2 separate regions of the Hordeum vulgare genome follow, and region 1 is linked to region 2. Evidence: chromatin contacts called from public Hi-C data. All regions are on one chromosome and are shown on one strand. The core of a region is the stretch at or near the end of the contact, and the rest is flanking DNA. Distances in the headings are between cores, read along the strand shown. Region 1 holds the start of LOC123425371. Region 2 holds the start of LOC123425369.

Region 1 (6,266 bases), core at 2,257-4,756, 270 kb after region 2:
GCAAGCATTTTTTAATTCCCAAACATTTTCTGAAATGGCAATCATTTTTCAAATGACAAATATAATTTTGATAGTGCAAGTTTTTTCAAAATTAATGACTCTGAATTCAAGATCATTTTTTGAAATGCGAACACTTTCAATATTTGCGAACATCTTTTGACATTGTTGAGGAAATCATTAACTAGTAGATGCTTGGTTGATTGGCGAGTAGGGGACATATAGGCTAATCGCTAAGTTAACCAACCAGTCAGCCAATTTATCTGTTTTATCTACTACTCGGTGACCATATGAATAGAAATTAATCTTTTTTAGGGGTGAATAGATATCTGGTAAATTGAGCTGAATTCTTGAGCAGTTTTTTTAATCTGTGGACGTTTTTTCAAAATGTATGAACACTTTTTTATTCAGAAACATTTTTCAAAATATTGAATACCTTTTTTCACAAACATTTTTTGCAGTACTGGATTATTTTAATTCATAAATTCTCAATTAGTTTTTCAAATGTCAATCATGTTTTAAATGACAAACATTTTTTTAGTTAATAATTTTATTTTTCAAATTCACAAAAAAAAATTGAATTCTGAACGTTTTCCAAATTAGTGAGCATTTTCATAATATACGAATATGTTGTCAATATTCGGACATTTCCCAAATATCGTTAACGTTTTGTGAATTCGTCGACATTTGTCAATTACCTAATATCTTTTATAACCATGTATATTTTTCAAATTCAAAATATATATGAAAACTCACAAACCTTGTTTGAATGCCGAACATTTTTCAAATCCATGAATATTTTTTGTATCTGCGAACAATATTCAATTTTTTTAAATAATGACAAATGTTTTCTGAAATGCAGATCATCTCTTAAAATGACCCAAAAAAACGAGTTCACAATTTTTCCAAATCATGATTTTTTTAGAATTTATGAACATTTTTAAAAATCTGAACATTTTTTTGAGGTGCAGAAGTAACAATAGTGAATTAGCAAGCTTTGCAAATAGGCGAGACCTGTGCGAGAGATTGATGCCATCGTGAGATTCATAGATTTTCAGAGGCAACAAATTTCAAAATTATTATTGGATCCTTGCAATGCCTGGTGAACTAGACGTGTAAAGCTGAAGGACAATTCTTTTACTTCGCGTGCATACAATCAACACTCCCAAGCATCTCAGGTCAACCTTTTCCATCCTAAATTGCTAGAAGTCTTGTTGTTAAAGAACAATTATTTTACTTCCCGTACATACAATCAATAATTCCTAACATCAGGCCAATCTTTTCCGCCCTGAATTGCTAGTAGTATGATTATGCTCTTTGCATTGGGTTCTCGCATATACTGTTCTTCATAAGCGGTCACCACAGTTTTAACAAACACATTTGTGCACTTTACGATTGTATCTTAGGCCACTCGAAGAATATCATCCCATGAATATGCATGAGAGACATATCCAAGCATCCGAAGTATTGCGACACCTTCTCCAAAGTGAAAAAAAACAGAAGAACAATGACATTTCTATGTTTTCGGAAAAAAAAGCTCAGTGGCTTCTATGTCGTTGGCGCAGCCGTTTGGTCACGCGAAAGCGCCTCCAAAACACGTAAACTCAGAAGGTAACATGACACAAAGTAGTTTTGCATGAGTTGTCAGTTTCCTCTTATTCTATTCCAACGCAATTCCGCATGCCGAATGCTTCCTCGTCCTTCCTGTCGAAGCTATCCATCCAATGTCTATCATTTCAGTGACGAACTCGGAGCTCAAATCCAACAACAAATCACTATAAAACATTAGCTCGGCCATCGGATCCATTTACATATAATGTGCATCCTTGTTATCTACAAGAATCTGTTAGCCGTTAAACTAAATCAACAAGAATAAGATGAGAAAATTTACTTTAAAGTCACACGATGATATAGACGACGCGGTCAGACGAAGAAAAAAGGCATGGGATCGATATAGTATCGGAGGTCCAAAAGCAGCTCAACAAAGACGACCATGGCCCACGCCCGTTCCAGCAAGAGACGGGGCACTAAAAGAATGCGGCACGGGGATGTGAACGGTGGTGAAATCGAGCGCGCATCCTAAGATGTCCATCACGTTGGTATGGATGAATGGAGAACGCACTATATCACTTCGGCCAACCTCTAAATATGAAATCTCGTTGGCTTGGTTTAGACCGCCCTGCAAAATTTATGATGATCGAGGACGGAAAGTCAGGATCAAATATACATGACGGCCCTTTAAACAGAGTTGCTCCAAGTATCCGACCCACGGAGCGATCACAAGAGGCCGAAGCTATGTTTTTGTTCGGGTCCGCGCTGTCAAACGTCCACACCACTGTAACGTGACATGCCGAAGCACCGACACAACCCCATCACGGGCGACGAAAAATGGAAAAAATGCCCGCGAGGCACATGTCCGGTAGGTAGCACGGAGGGCGCAAACGCCATGAGAACAGGCGCATACGTGCACGACGCCGCCACCCTCGCCGCGATCATATCTTCCCGAGCTCGCTCGGTGGTTGGCCATGGCCGCCACTGTCACACATGGCGAACGGTTTTGCATCTTGCCCCGCTTGCAGGCTGCACGTTAGACGGCACCGGATTCTGACAGCATTGGTCGTACTACACAATTTTCTCTCCCAGTTTAAGGATGAGCAAATGATTGTTTGGATTTTTCTCCATGTGAGGGGGGGCATCACGGGGCGTCGGAAACTACAGCCGTATCTGGCCGTGGCCGCCTCCGGTGGCATCTTGCTCCGAAAGGGAAGTGGCAATGACATCGGAAGGTTCCCATGGTTGTTTCCTGGTGAGCTCACGATGAATGGCACATGAGTTGTGCAGCACTTTGAGGGAAAAGGCCATTTCGCCCGCTCAAGATTGCCGTGCGTACGATACGATAATAAGATAGATCAAAAGGCGCTACCACTAAAGGACGTACCACCATTGTTTATTCAATTTAACTCCTCTGGTTGGTGGCCTAATCCAATAATCCATCACGTTTGCCCCTATCTACTGCCCATTAGCTAGCAGTAAAATAATCACCAAAAACTTCACGCTACGCAGAGATTTCGCAGGACCCAACTGAGCAAGACAAAGAGTCGTGCTCCCTGCGCCGCAGCACCAGAGCGTGGGCAGGCCTCTCGCCCGAGCGGAGTCCGGTGAAATGTCGCACGCAAAATCTCCTTATTTTCTTGTTGCTGACATGGTGCTCCAGCCACCTCCATTTATCTATGGCACTTTCACCCCGCCGGATGCATGAGGCGGCACTTGCCGCCGGTGCACTGTCGCCGTGGCAGCAGGAGCGTTATCGTGTCACGCGTGCCGGTGAGGTGTCGAAATCGGCGGCCTCCTAGCTTGGCCGTGGTGCTGACAAGCCATGCTGCTGGCCGCATGGAACAGATGGCCCCGCTCCCCCAGGGCGGGGTAGACAACAAAACGCAGCCCGCATCGCTAGCAGTTCACTTACCACCACTGAACGTCACTCGCTCGACCTGCTCTAGTGACACTAGCAAGTGGAGCGTAGTCAGTATCAGTGGCATTATGGATGCCGTTGTGCGTAGTACTGTATTCGCGTAGAACGGCGCTCACCATTTCCCTTTGTTTTTCTCAGAGACGGAACGGAGGTCATTTCTTGATTCTAGAAGTGATTTTAATTTGGGTCGGCAGGTGGTGCGTGCCCGACGCAGGCGGGAGAGGCACAGCCCACCGACTAGCGATATGCACATGCCGCACAGCTAATACGGGTCGGGTCAAAAAGGGCCCACGCGGACCGGAGGGCCCGCCCGTCGGTGTGCCGCCAGGGTTGGTGCCGGTCCTGCCGGATGTCCGTGCGCCCGTGGCCTGTGCGCCAGACACCCGGCTTAAAACGCCGCACCCACCACCGGTCTTCTCACTTCTGTATCCATACTTCTTCCTCATTCATCCTCCCCGTCTCTCTCCTCCAGAGCACACAGCACACAGCACAGGCTCCTCTGAAGGTGACGGCCACGCCTCAGGCGACGCCATTGACATGGCGGACAAGGTAACAACGACAACGCCTGGCCCGCCTCGCCCCGTTTCCCTTGTCGATTCACCGCGTGCGTGATCCGCGCTCTGAAATTCCTCCGGCCCGAGCGTTCGTTTCTTTGAAATTCGTAGGCCCTCTTCACTAGTTCATAGTCATACCATTGATCTATCTTCTTCTTCTGCGTTACGCACTCTACAGTTGGGAAAAAAGCTGATTTCAGCTCCTCTTGTCGAAACCAACTGTCATCTTTGTTAGAGATTGACAGTGGCTAGTGGTTTCATGGACAACGCCACGTTTTTGTCTGAATCTCCATGAGTCGTTGGAGTGGCGAGTACTCAAGCCAGAAATGCTGCTAGGAGAAATGAAGTGCGTAGCAAGCAAATATCTCTGGGACACTGACCAGAGCGACTCCTGTCCCTTGTTTCTGTGTGCGATGTCGCTCCTTTCCTTTTCACCCACCGCTTTGGTGCCAAGATCAACGCGCGTTTCCCTTTCCGTTGGTTGCCAACTGATTTCAACATCATCTTTTGAACCAAACTGGAAAACGAGCACAAAAAAAGATCTCTATGTACGTCCGTACAACTTCCAAGCACGGAAGCCCGTCGTTTTCTCATAGATGTGTTTGTTCGTTTCACATTTCAGTGTCATATAGTCACAAGCTAAGTTTGGCCACTGAATTTGTGATGAAACGCTTACTATCTTTGATACTCCATGTGTTAGGACGGTTTATGAGTTAGTTCTGCTGGTAAACTGTAACAAGCATTAAGTAGTCATTTCCAAACGCACTGGCTGAAGAAGAATTGGCGACAGTTGCTTCCATTCTAGTAATAAGAAGATTAAGAATTTTGGACTGTAATCTGAGCATGTGAGTGACAGAGCGAGTCCTTCCTTCTGGAAGCTAGCTTATCCTGGTACTCCTTCTAGTAGAGATTTAGGTACAGTTAACTCTGCATTAACAATTGTCAAGTGTGACTCTCACACCTGGATCTAGACTTTTAATTCTCAGCTGCATTTACCGTCATTTAACCCCCCCTCGATCTCCTCGCAGATCTCCACGGTTGTCCTCAAAGTTGACCTTGAATGCGCCCGATGCTACAGGAAGATGAGGAAGGTCCTCTGCAAGATCCAAGGTAACTTAACTGCCGTCCGTCATCAATCACCCATGCACAGAAGCAGCTATGGCTCTGACGCTGAAGCTGACACGTGGGCCCACGTGCCTGCGAAGTTACGGTGGGCCAGCGTCAACCTCATGGGCTGACCGTGCGTTGTGTTGTGCAGACAAGATGAACATCAAGACCATCTCTTTCGACGAGAAGAGCAATGCCGTGACGGTGTCCGGGCCGTTCGACGCCGACAAGCTGTGCAGGAAGCTCTGCTGCGAGGCCGGCCGGGTGATCAAGGAGATGCACGTCAACGGCAAGGAACAGAAGGCGGAGTCCAAAGGCAAGGACGACGGCGGCGGCGAGAAGCAGAAGGCGCCCAAGGACGGCGGCAAGGCGGAGAAGCCCAAGGACGGCGGCGGAAAGCCGGAGAAGAAGGACGCCCCGAAGGCAGACAAGGAGAAGCCCAAGGACGGCGCGGCCGCCAAGCCGGAGAAGAAGGTCAAGTTCGACGACGCGCCGCCGGCCTCGGACGCGAAGCCCGGCAAGGCCATGCCGCAGCTGCCGCCCGGCATGAGCATGGCCGACCTTGGCCCGCTCCTCGAGAAGATGAAGCAGGCCAAGTTACAGGGCGGAGGCGGACCCCAGCCGCCGCGCGGCGAGCCACTGGCCCAGCCGATGATCGCGCCACCCGTGGCGGCCCAGGGTGTGGCCGTGCCGTCCATCTGGCCGGCGCCGGCCGGGCCCATGTCCTACAGCTACGACCCGACGCCCTACGGCCAGCCGTCGTACTACGGCGGCGGGTGCGGCGGCGGGTGCGGCGGGGGGTGTCAGTGCTGCAGGCCGGCCGTGCCGGCCGGCGGGTACTACGGCGTGCCGGTGCACGACCACCAGGGGTGGTACCACGGCAACCGGCAGCCGTACTACCAGCAGCAGCAGCAGCAGCAGCAGCCGTACTGCGGCGAGGACCCCAACGCCGGGTGCAGCGTCATGTGATCGACAGACGCCATGGACAGAGACAGAGCAATCAGGCATCAGTCATCAGTCATCAGTGTGTGTGTGGTCACTCACAGTCTCACGTACTCACTCATGGCCTGTGGTTAAAATTTTCCTTTTCTTTTCTTCGTTCATGTCGTGGCCTTCTTGTTTTCTTTGTGTTTAAT
Region 2 (6,218 bases), core at 3,665-6,164:
CAGTTCCAGGTAAAAGGGCAGTGTCATTGACCAAAGTCTTTTGTTGAGGACGTGGCCTAATTCTGAGCCGGCCTGGGCATCTCAGTCCAAGTTTATCAGGAAGAGCCAATGTAGAGACACGTACACGCTCCTACATGGAAGCATAAAATAAGTTCAATTGGCATGGCAAGAAATAACCTCATCGGTTCTATATTAAAAACATATGCTTGTGCAGAAAAAAACAGAATAGATCACGATAATGAGAAAAATAAAAGGAGTGGCAGAATGCCAAATATTATGATATTCTCCCTCCGTTCTAAAATATAATGTGTATTAATATTCCAAAAGGTCAAATATAACCTATGTTTGACCAAGTTTATAGAAAATTATATCAACATATACAATACCAAATATAAAAAATATATGAAAACATATGCTATGGTGAATCTAATGATACTGATTTGGTATTGTAGTTATCGATATTTTTTGCTCTATAAACTTGGTCAGACATAAAGAAATTTGACTTTTCTGAAATTAATATACCTTATAATTTGGAACGGACGGAGTATTATCACTTCAAATGCATAATCCAACTTAGAATATTTATACTAAGATCAGTTAGTCATACCTCCAATCTACCACAATCATCGGCATCTTCGAGATCATCATATTGGATCTTCAGTTTGTTATGACTAGTACATGGCTTCAGAACAGTACACCTGAACCAGCAGCCCACAATGCCACTGTCTTGAGACAAAACCTCTATCTTGTCACCAACGTTGTAGGTTGGCATAGGCTGACTCTGGGGCCCTATAAACTTAACTGAGAGATGCTTTACAGGAGATTGTTTATTAAACGGCTTCTGATAAGATGGTATGGAGTCTGCTTGTGGGCCTCGGCAGATTTTGGTACCCAAACATTTTGAATAAAGCCTCTCAAACTGCTTTGAAGACTTGATCTTTCCAGGTGAACAATGCCTGACATCAGAACCATCCTTTTCTTGTTCAGGTGAAACTTTCAAGGATAGGACAGCAGCTTGGTTAAAATATCCACGCAATGTTCTCAAGTCAAAATGTTTGAATTTATTTTTGCTATACTGACGAAAGCAGAAACGGATCCCCACCAACGAACTATTTGGCAAAGTGTCCCCACACTTTTCATAATGCTCTCGGGTTAAAACAGTAGCAATATCATCGACACACTCAACACTGATTACTTGAGAATAAGAGGTGATGAAAACTTCACAAGGATGAGGAGCAGGAGGAGGTATGGCACAAGCAAATTCCTGGTTTTGATGAAACCATCGCACTTTAACCTTCTTGAGTCCCTTCTTATCTTCATACATATCCTCCAAGTATGCAAGGTAACGGTTTTCCTCCTCAGACATGACAAGTGCAAAAGAGTGGATCTGCCAAACGAGACATCATATGAATTAAAAGATGGTTACCGGTAACTAAGTGTACATACAGTCATATAACAAAACTTACAGATATTGTGGTTCCATTACGACAAAAGGCTTGATAGTGCTGAAGCTGCTTGCTACAAGTCCAGAATGGACCAGACCACATAATGTCTGTACTGCAAGCTGTACCCTAATAATGTAATTGGAAAATTATCAACATGTTCACGGAAGATGCGACAAAACTATATGCAAAGTTACAGGTGATTGCGTACCAGATTGTGACACACATAGCTATCAGTTTCGCTGTATCCATCTAATCCAACATCATTGCCCATACGAGGTCCAAATTTTGAAAAATCTGGAAAGAACAAGCAACTAGATATCAATATCACTGAGGAACAATCTGAAATAAAATAATACATGTCTCAATCATACAAGTTATATACTTATAGTTATATGCTGAACGGGACTGGCCTGGTAGGTGGTCGAAACATTATGGCCAAGAAATGCAGCAGGAAAAGAATAGTCACAAGGGATGTGAAAAGGCTCAGAAGGTCCATCTCCCTCAAATGGGATGACAATCTACCAAATGTAAAATAAACACAAAGAAGTAATTCACTCAAATCAAATCCTGACATACTACCTAAAATATAAGAATATAGTGAGCTAGTTTGCCTTATTTTGCCATAAATGAGGACAGCCTGTCACTAGAGTGCCTACATGAGCGTGACTCAGCTTTCACCTGTTAAACTTGCCTGCCTCATCTAGATGGCATTTTAGTCTCACAGAGAAAGATGCCATTTTCATATTGTGATGTGAGAAAGAGCATGTTAGTTGCTAAGAGCATGTATAATAAGGAGCTATAAGCCTGCTTACATGGCACTATTGCTTATCTGGAGTAGAGAGACGAGGAAAATGAAAGGAGTGAGCTCTCATGCAAGAGCCAACCTCTAAACGTGCTTAGCCAGCCCTATTTTATGAGTGATTAATGACGATTTTGATGACATGTCAACCATGCATAGCCAGCTGTTGGATATACTATTAGACATGCCCTAATAGGTAAAAGGGAATAAATGAGAGGAAAGAGAAAGAGAAAGGGGAAAAGGGGACTAACTTAATAGTAACCTTATATAGCAAACCCTATTAGGTCATCTCCAACAGGCGCCCAAAAAAGGCCTCGCGCACTAAAAAACGACGTTTTTTTTGCGCCGGAGACAAAAAACAGCACTCCAGCAGACGCTGTAAAATAGAAAAAAAGGCAGCCCGGTGCATGTTGCTCCCACTTGCGCAGGATCCGGGGAAGGGTCCGACCACTTTGGGTCTTTAGTACGCAGCCTTTCCCTACATTTCTGCAAGACGCTGTAAAACAGAGCACGCACAAAAAACGCCAGCGCCCGCGCTGCAAATTTTGGGCGCGCTGGCTTCCGGGCTGCATATTTGGGGCGCCGGATTGTGTGCACTGGCTGCTGCAGGTGGGGCCGCCGGATTGGGCGCCGTGTTTTTGTGCATCTGGAAAACCTCTTCGTCGCTCCCGCGCGCAAAAACGCTACTTCAGCGCTGCAAAAAAAAATTTAGCGCGCGCCTGTTGGAGATGCTTTTATATGAGTGATTAATAATGCGGGCTCTTGATGACAAGGTGGTCTTATATAGCCAGCTGCTGGCTATATTATTAGCCTTGCTATAAGTAGTGAGTTGAAATTTGCACAGGTTGACGTGCGGCGTACTTCCTGTTATCACTATAACACTTCTCTCGCAGACTGGAGTCCCATGTCGTTCTGCAAGGCCTCTTTGTCTGGATTGCTAATCAAAGTTAGACAACAATGGTCTTTTCTCTAAAAAACTAGGGTACGTTTCATTTGTGTCCAATACCTATCTTACCAAATTTTCAGTGATGACCAAAATTTTGTACATTGTTGTTTGGATGGTTTCCAAGTCCTTGGCATTCTCTAGTTCATTTTTCTTGCCAACAGTGGCCAAATTCATCTTAGTGAGTGAACAGAAATAATCCCAATCGTTTGTGCCTTAGCTCTGTAATTCTAAGTTCCTGAAGTGGTGATTTGAATTAGATCAATCATCAGTTTGCGACATTAAACCTTATTGTTGTTTACAAACTGTTCCTAGTGGCTGGTCCTACTATGATTTTGCATATAAAGTAGACACTCATCATCTACAACAAGTATCGACCTTCCCCGGCTTCCATAATATTTATTTTTAACCCATAGGAACGTCAATTGCTAGTTTCTAAGACCTGACAAACACCTGAATTGGTGGCCTAGTGTACAATCTTGCATCCAGGCAGGTATAGCTGCTAGTGCATAAACATTAGGTCTCTGGTTTGGTCAAACTGTAAAAGACAGGAACGGACATGCCTAGTACAACAATGGTGAAAAGGACTAGCAGGTCTGTAAGGGCATCTCCAACGCCAGGCGCTAGGGGAGAGCGCTAGGGAAAATTTCCCGTTCTATCACCTGTTGCATCCTCAATTCCTGGCGTCGGTTGCCGCATCGACGCAAAATAAGACAGTGAACGCTTGCCCTTTTTTTCCAGACGAGAGGAGGCAACAAGATCTGTTCTCCACCCGTATTTAGCGCCGACGGTTAGCGCCTGGTTTTCAACCAGATAACGTTTGGGGCTTTTAAAAAATTCTGCTATTCAATTTTTTCTGTTTAAGTGTCCACCATTGTAGATGCTCTAAAGTGCAATAAAACAATGTCATCAAATAATGTTACGGTCACCCAACAGGTAAAGCACAAAAGCTAATACATCAACAAGTGGCTATCCAAACATTTATGCTAATTAATGTTACCATATCTCAACATGACATAAAATTGGACAGGAGAACCTCAATTTTGACATACTTTGCCATTCGGATATTCTCAAATTACAGTCTAACATGCTCTTGAAGGTTTGAGAAGTGCCTGATCGTGTCTATTGCAAAGCAAGCTTCTGTGCTGAGGACCGATGCAGTAAACTATGTAAGCATGATTTCTAGATTAGACATTTATGTCTTAGTGTGTATGTTCCAGAAACACTACTCAACATATAACATATAAAATTCAAGAAACAATAACAGATGGTAATGCTTAGTATCAGCTGAATTCATGTATCAAATGTTAGAAACAGAGAAGGTGGTAATTACTTGAGGTGAGGGTCTTCGCCGGAAGGAAGGACTCGAGCCAATCCACGACCTCACGGCGGGACCTCCACTTGCGCGCAAACATCCCCTGCCCACCATCAGCACCACCGCTTCCCTGCGGCCCATGGAAATCCTCTGACACGACGTAGAGCATGTGGCGCAGGCTCCGCTCTGTGCCCACGACTGCCAGATGAGACACGCCATCGGCGTCTTCCAAGTAGTAATGCACGACGCGGCTGCCCCTCTCCTGCGAGAGGAACTCCTCCCTCCACCTCACGAACTCCGGACGGCCCTCCCTCGCCATGCTTGCCGCAGTACCAACAGGACGCACCCCCGGCACGGAGTACTAAACAAAGAAAGGAGCCTTTGGCAACAGGCTCATGACCTTCCGCGCGGTGTGGGGTGGGGTGGGGGGGGGGGGGGGGGTCCTCAAAACGAAGAAAGCGGCTTTAGGGTTCTCGGGGAAGAAGGGGGGCGGGGGGCGTCTCTCCGAAACCTCGGAGGACGCAAGAATTGCACGGGGAACTTGAGATTAGCAGGGGGGTGGGGAGCGGCGGCCGGGGATTCCTTGCAATCCCCGAGGGAGAAGGGTTTCTGGGGCTTCAAAGAGACTTGGGGGCAGTTCTTGCTGGCCAAATCGGCTTGAATCGGAAGGGGTTCAGGCTGACCAAGAAGCCTTCCATGAAGCCAGGGGCAGCAGCGAGCGGGTTCTTGGGCTGGTTGGCCCCAAAAGGAAAACCAGAAATTTCAAGAAATTACTCCAAGAAAAGATGGCGGCGGCGGAGGACGAAAACGAGCAGGAGGGAGGCGGTCTGCTTGGAAAAGCCCCACTCCGAGAAGGCGAGGGCGGCGGCGGAGGAGCGCGCAGGGAGGTGGGAGGGGAGGCGGACAGGTGGGAGGGGAGGCGGAGGCGAGGAGGAGGGTGAGGAGGTGGATGCTTGAAAGGGGAATCTACTATGTCTCCCCTCTCCTTTTCGGGTCTCTCTGTATCGCGTGGTTTTCATTGGGGGTGAAATTGAAAAGTGCCAAGGTTTTCTTCGGTCTTGTAACAAAACTTTGAAAGGAACAAAGGTCAAAAACAACATCTCGAAAAGAAAAAGAAAAATAAAAAGGTCAAGAACAGCTATGACATAGCACGTGTGGGATGAATTGTTACACGGTTTCTCCTAAGTTTCATTTATGTCATATGTTATGTGTTTTTTTCTGGTCGTGATCATAAAATGCATCATACATCGGGGTTGGTAATTTGAACAACAAATAGCAGCACAAGCTCATATATTGGTCTGGTAGGAATTTATAGATGAACACATAGTAGTACAAGGACTCTCGTCAACTCACTAGAAGTATAGTAATCAATTTGAAAGTTGTGTTCTGTTACTAGTAGAAAACATTTTTAAAGTCACTTTGTTTGTTCATTAATTCATGATGCCCGCGAGGGTTCTCGAGGACCATTTGCCATCATCACATGAAGCGGGTCATTGGATCCGATGTAGTTGGAGCTAGCAATGGAGTTGGATTCAAAGGGTTATAAGCCCCCTAAGGTATGTTTCTCGTGTTGTCGTTTTGGTTGGAGTGTTGGCCTTCCACACAGTATTCCGTGACTTGAGCATCGAGGGAGTACGAGGAAAGTTGTCATTCCGCCAAGTCGTACCATTTTATGGCGTAAGGGGCATATCTAGGAGAAGGGCTAGTCACCCATGC

The links. Hi-C and Micro-C count contacts between places; a contact is called where the count stands out from the background.
Region 1: a contact with region 2 is called in a Hi-C map of seedling, with 4 times the contacts expected there. The contact joins the promoter of LOC123425371 here to the promoter of LOC123425369 in region 2. A contact is called at or near these places in 3 of 6 Hi-C or Micro-C datasets (leaf and seedling) and 1 of 1 datasets of contacts at active chromatin or transcription factors (embryo).

The regions. Positions count from the first base shown.
Region 1 is chr2H:105,427,667-105,433,932 of MorexV3_pseudomolecules_assembly, forward strand. LOC123425371 reads left to right here and starts at 3,507. Exons shown (of 3, transcript XM_045109060.1): 1 at 3,507-4,018; 2 at 5,052-5,133; 3 at 5,282-6,266. The coding sequence starts at 3,542. The coding sequence ends at 6,099.
Region 2 is chr2H:105,155,558-105,161,775 of MorexV3_pseudomolecules_assembly, forward strand. It overlaps LOC123425369, which reads right to left and starts at 4,915. Exons shown (of 6, transcript XM_045109058.1): 1 at 4,521-4,915; 2 at 1,654-1,739; 3 at 1,467-1,571; 4 at 608-1,387; 5 at 1-130. The coding sequence starts at 4,821.